Regions from separate parts of the Mus musculus genome. Here region 2 is linked to region 1. Evidence: chromatin contacts called from public promoter capture Hi-C data. All regions are on one chromosome and are shown on one strand. The core of a region is the stretch at or near the end of the contact, and the rest is flanking DNA. Distances in the headings are between cores, read along the strand shown.

Region 1 (2,989 bases), core at 418-2,917:
TGTAATACTAGACTGAATATGTGTGTGTGTGTGTGTGTGTGTGTGTGTGTGTGTGTGGTGGTCCCACAGATTCTAATTGTGTTAAAGTTCCCATCACCCACAGACATCTTAGACACCAGTATCACAGCCCAGACATATAACACGTTTGTGATGTCAGTCATATACAAATATCTATGTACAGCTCATACAACTTGAAATGACAAAAAGCTACTTTACTGGCTTGCAATCATTCATTAGACTACACTTTGTTATTATCTTGGAATACAAACTTACAAACATTTACAGTGAAACAGCATATTACCTTAGCTGGCAGCAGCCTCACACAATCCATGCTTTCAGAATCTCTTGACACCATTTTTTCTTGTGTTTGACTTCATTTCATGTTTCACTCATCATGGCTCCAGCCGCAATAGGCATATATATGGAATATATATATATATATATATATATATATATATATATATATATATATTCTCCATACAGCCTAGCTGAGCCATACGATGTGCATACACACTGATGAAGTTCTCACAATGAAACCACATCATTGTTGTGTTCTCAGTACCAAGCCCCATCATTAAGCACTGCATTATTCTATCAATTACAACCTCCTCTTAGCACCTGGGCTGGTCTTGAACTTGTGATTCTCATGCCCCAGCCTCCTGAGTGCTTGGATTAACAGGAGCCAGGCCCCATGACTGGCTCTCATTTGTTAAAGGTTAGTAATGTGTACTTATCAGGACCATTCAAAAATGCTTTATAAACGTTAAGGCACTATACAAATTGATGTCTTTAATTATTGTGAATGCTGACCTTTTTACAATTCAGTTTTGGTTCTGCCATCACCTCAACAATTAAATTGTCATTAATTTTCACTATGATTATTCTAATAATAATGATGACAGTGGTAACACAGTGGCCTGGTCACACCTAAAGGATTCACCCAAACTATGTGCTCAGAACTAGGGGCTGAGAAGAATCTAGTACAGGTCTGCTTTGGAGTTGTTTGCTTTAGCAGATAATTCTGATTATTAATTACTGTTCCATACTCTCTCACCTTCCAACCAAGTCCTCTCTATTCTCTTTCTTGGGGAGAGTACAGTTTAGCACGACTTCTGAAGTCAGCCTTGTTTGAAGAGGAAAACTTAGGGGAGACCACTCAGTTGCAAATCTAGTATCAAAAACATTCCACCTTGGAACCTTTTTGGTCGCCCACAACTCCTCTATAGTAAGAAGACTTCACAGTCTCGGTTTGTTCCCACAGTTCTAAACTACAGCTGAAGTTTGGCTTTAGATGGAAGAAAGCAAAAGTAGAATGGTCCTAGCTGATTCTGGCTGACTCAGTCTTCCTTCCTGATGCAGGTCCCCACAGTCCCCGGCCGAATTCCGGGTGACTCTCACCCCAGCTCACCGGCTCCGGAGGCTCTCTGGGCTCTCCCGTGGAGTCTCGGAAGAAGGCCTGAAGCTGAGCTGGGGCGATGGAGACTGGATAACAGCGACAGAAACCACAGACGCTGAAACGAACCCAGTGACCGCTGCGCAAGAACTGGCAGTAATGAGACAAATATCCCAGGAGCAGAAGGAATGCGCTGGGGAGCAGGCGCCAGAGGACTGAGAGCAGCGTCTGGGTGTCAACCTCCCCGGCCAGGCCACGCCCCTTCACCGCGCAGTGCCCGCCCTGCTTGCTTCTCCACGCCCTTAACGATTGGTCTGTGGAAGGTATCACCGCCTAAAACTTCCCTAGACAGTCTAATTGTCGAACAAAGGTTCCGAGGCTCAGAGGGGACTCCTAAAAAGATAAAAGGTGGAAGGGGGTGTTTTCACACAAAGCACTGGACATTCTCCTTGCAAAAGGTTCCAAAATGTATATATTTATCAGGGCCTGGTGGTGCGGGGCTGTGGACTTTGCTAGTGTGGTAGAGACTGTTAAATTTCATCTGTCTGGACTACAAAATGAGTTTAAGGCCACCCTGAACAATTGCCCTTCTCGCAAGATTTTTAAAAAAAAGTATAAACAGAGCCGAGAAACCAGTTAGGTGGCAGAGCACTCGCCTAGCAGGTGCAACGTCCTAGGTTCACTCTCCTGTACCTTCGATAACTTATTGTATATTGTCTACACACATTTACATACATGTATCTGTCACCAAGTACTGAATCCATTCTCTTGTTTCACAATCACACGCAAGGACCATCCCATTCTTCCCCACCTACCAAAATCAAAAGAGGAAAAGGCCCCTCTTGACACACTGCAGCATCTAAGAGATCAGCCAGGGGTGGGGACAAAGAAAGCTAAAAATGACTGTTAAAAAAAAACAACAACAACACAAACAAACAAACAAACAAAAAAACAAACCGAAACAAACAAACAAACAAAACCCATCAGGTCAACAAGGCTACCAGAGGAGACTAAAAAGAAAATGAAAAAGTCACGACCAAAACAAAAACCCAAACAAACAAACATAAAAACCAAGATGTGGAGTACATTGGTATCAAAATTCACAGTGGTTCCTTATGTACCAGGTTAACATAATGAACTAGGACATTTAGCATAGTGGCATTACCCTGTGGGGAGTGACTTGTATTTGACTTATAATAGTAAGATGTATGATAGCACCCTTCACCTTATAATATAAGAAATCACACCCCCAAGTGTGGGTCTAACCACAGTAAGATAGAAAGCAGCACAGCAGGGCCGATTCGGCCGGACCCCATTCCTCCTCTGCCTGTGAGGATGCCAGGGGGCAGGGCCCTGTCCACCAAGGAGCAAAGTGACTTCCTTTTATTTCATCCCAGTCATGTTAGGAGTTTCTCTCCCAAATGGCTGCCTCCTCTAGTTCCAGTGTAAGAATATGGGGTCTTCTTTCTTTGAAGTGAACTTGATACTCAGAAGTAGAACTCACATGGAGAGAAACAATTGAAACTCATTTTTTTTGTTGGAACCAAGTAAAACATAAAGGAATTTGTCAAAAGATGAAGGGAAAGATGGAATATT
Region 2 (3,117 bases), core at 193-2,692, 2.0 Mb after region 1:
CTCTGGCCTCGGGCCTCAGAAAGTGCTCCAGGCACAGCAGGAAGTGCTCCCCTGTATCCTTCCTCCACCCAGCGATAAAGTCAAGGTCTCCCCTGGAGACAGGGCTGCAGCCCCACCAGCTACAGTCACCCCACTACCACGATTGCCACCACAACCAAGGAACACTCGGCGTGTGCCCGCCCTACTCACAGGACGCAGAGTGCGAAGGCCCCCGCCACGCTCTCGCTATCTCGCACCAGGAAGCTGCCATCGCGGCCCGCCCGAGCCAGGAGCTCCTCCGCAGCAGCGCGGCTCAGGTCACGGTGATACCAGGCTGGGGCCGGGCTGCCTAGCGCACCCCCGGGACTCGGTGTCCCACACACTGAGGCCATGGCCCACGCAGGGCTCAGCGCCGCCGATGCCTGCCGCTCCGCGCCATCCGCCCGGGGAAGCTTGAAGTCGAGGTTGGGCCCGGGTCCCGGGACTAAGGATCCACCAGCCCGAGAGAACCCAGTATGTGGGTTCCACGCTTGGCCGCGCCAACCGCCTGGATCTCCGCGCAGCCGCCGCCGCCCGCAGCGCCGGCCTCAACTTGAAGAGAAAGAAAAGTTTGTTCAGAGGCGGCGGGGGAGGGGCGGGAACGGAGCTAGGAGCTGGCCGGTCCCCTCCCCCTCCACTCGGCCCAGAGCCCGGGCCGCCCCTGCCCCCAGCCTCTCTCGGCAAGGACGATGCTCCGACAGCCCTACAGGACCCGCAAGACCAGCACCTCCCAAGTCCCACAATTATTTTGTCCCCCCACCTCAAGAAGATCCAGTTCCCCGGTACCCGCTCCGGGACAACTTGTGAGTCCAAGTTCTCGCTGGTGAATTCAATCCTTCCAACGATTCGCAATGAGATGACCCCTAATCCCTATGCAAATCTGATTCTACTACACACATCTCTTCTACTCGGCACCCCCACAGCCTTGCGGGATCAAGGTTCGGAAAGCAAGGCTCCAGGATAGACATCCACAACTACTACAACATCCAAGAGAACAAGTTCTCGTAACTCCTATAAGGTCAGAGGCCCCTTCAGACCTGAACCCCCCAAAACGATTCCTGACACATCCCACAAGATCCCAAAGAGATCCGATACCCCACCCCACACATACGCGCGCGCTCGAGGTGCCTTTCACGCACCGGTCCCCGCAGGCCCTCCAGCCTGGCAAAACCCTTCCCCCATCTCCACCAAATTGCCTGGCACCACGCCCCACACCCGCAGGCCCAGGTTTTGCAGTCCCAGACCAGGAGGACCCCCTCGACTACCTAGAAAAAAAGTTCCCTCAAGTCTCAGAGCCTCAACTACCGAACGCAGGCCCCACCTCTAGGGCGACTCGGGTTGACTCCTAGCCCGGGGAAGCCTCCCTGGACTCCCCGCGGCCACTTAAGATGGCCATCCGCCGCCACCGCGCACCCCGCGCCTTCCGCCCCGCCCGCGCCCCGCCTCGTCCGCCCGCGTCCCGGTCTCCGCCGCACGCCCGCAGAGTGACCTCGGGACAGCCTTGGCTCTTCAGTGCGCCCGAGCTTCTCGCTTTCGATAACTGGGGTAACGTTACGAGGGCGGGCTCATTGGGGCTCTGCCTGTAAAGCTCAGGGCCTGGCATGCAGCGTGCGCTCCGGGACGGCGGCTATTTTTATTATTAATTAAGGAGTAACGAAGGTGACAGCTGTGTAAACTGTAAAGCGCGACTGGGGACTGAACGGGTATTATTAGCACCGCCCCCGCTCCGGCTACTCCCTCCAAATCAACAAACTTGCGCTTCCGTGGGCCAGGTGCGAGCAGGGAGCTCCTAAGACTCTGGCTGCTAAGACCTCCCATCCACCGACCCCTGGGGCGGAAAAGGGGACCCGGCGGGAGAAGACGGGGCGGAACCCAAACAGGGCTTTGGCCCGCCCTATTTCCCCCCTAAAAAAAGACCTGGATGGTGGTGGCGTCTCCAAGGATTTCTCTTCCTGCCCCGCCCCTCTGCCCCCTGGCTCCTTAAAGGCGCAGGCCTCTAGCCGCTTGCCTACAACCACCAACTCCTAGAGTCTGTCAGGAGCATCCCTTTAACCTGGGAGAGAACTTTCGCTCTGGTAAATTGAACCTGTTGACCGAGCCTGGGGTCAACCCTGAGGAGTTTCCCTCTGTTTAGAGGATAAGCCAATTTGCATTGGCTTAACCCATCTAGAACAAAGCCTGGGACGTGACGGGTCTGTAGGGACCTTCCAGAACAGATAAATACAAAAACAGAGATCCTCCACCCACCTACCTGTTTCTCCTGGTCCTGCCAGGGCTTAAATAAAGTAACATCCTCCAATCTGTACCCAGCTCCTCCCGCCGGGAATGGAGGACGCCCACCCCAGATCCCGGGGGTGTGCAGTGGGGTCTTACTTTCCTATGCCTGTATTCCCGACCCACAGGAGGCAGAAGCAAATGGAACTCTACCTAGTTGTAAGCCAGCTTCCTTGGTCTAGACTTCCAGCCCATCCAAGACTACATAAGAGATGTGGCCTCAAAGAAAGAAAGGAGAACGAGTTGGAGAAAAGCTGTCACGACCCTCCAAAATCAATATATTTACAGCTTCCTGAGAGGACGGCGATGCTAAAGACTGTGTCATTGGGGTGAGATGGCTTAACAGGTAAAGGCGCTTTTGCCAAGTTTGAAGACTTTGAGTTGAACCCCAGGGACCCATGTGGTGGAAGGAGAGAGCTCCTGCATGTTGTCCTCTGACTTCCACACCTGTGCCAAGTCATCCATGCAGCCCACACACCTAGGCACACACTCAGAATAAACACAAATACAATTTAGCCGAAGGCTAGAGGGTGCTTCTGCCTCTGGGAAGCCACTAATAGTTTCTTTGGCTTCATCAGTAGGATACAGCACTGGGCGAAATGCAAGCTTTTGTTTCTTCTGTATCTTCCAGATTGACTTCCTAATGGACTATCCTCGTCCAAGGGACCCCAACCCAGTCAATCTATATCATAGTAGGCAGTGTGAATTTTTACCCCTTTCTCCAGAATCTCTGCTGGACTCCCGTTTCCAGCTTCCCCTTTGTAAGCTGAGAACAGAGCTAAGCAGACACATGATGGGAATAGGGAATGTGTTTTGTTTTTGTTT

Evidence for each region. Promoter capture Hi-C pulls out the DNA fragments that hold promoters and counts their contacts.
Region 2: a promoter capture Hi-C map of liver shows a contact between it and region 1, with 5 times the contacts expected there. The contact joins the promoter of Inppl1 here to the promoter of Neu3 in region 1. A contact is called at or near these places in 3 of 39 promoter capture datasets (liver and pre-B cells) and 1 of 9 other capture datasets (liver).

What each region holds. Positions count from the first base shown.
Region 1 is chr7:99,826,750-99,829,738 of GRCm38.p6, forward strand. It overlaps Neu3 (neuraminidase 3), which reads right to left and starts at 1,668. Exons shown (of 3, transcript NM_016720.2): 1 at 1,409-1,668.
Region 2 is chr7:101,836,382-101,839,498 of GRCm38.p6, forward strand. Inppl1 (inositol polyphosphate phosphatase-like 1) reads right to left here and starts at 1,443. Exons shown (of 29, transcript NM_001122739.1): 1 at 1,340-1,443; 2 at 190-570. The coding sequence starts at 371. It overlaps Gm10602 (a long non-coding RNA gene), which reads left to right. Exons shown (of 2, transcript XR_003946663.1): 1 at 1-1,036; 2 at 2,421-3,117.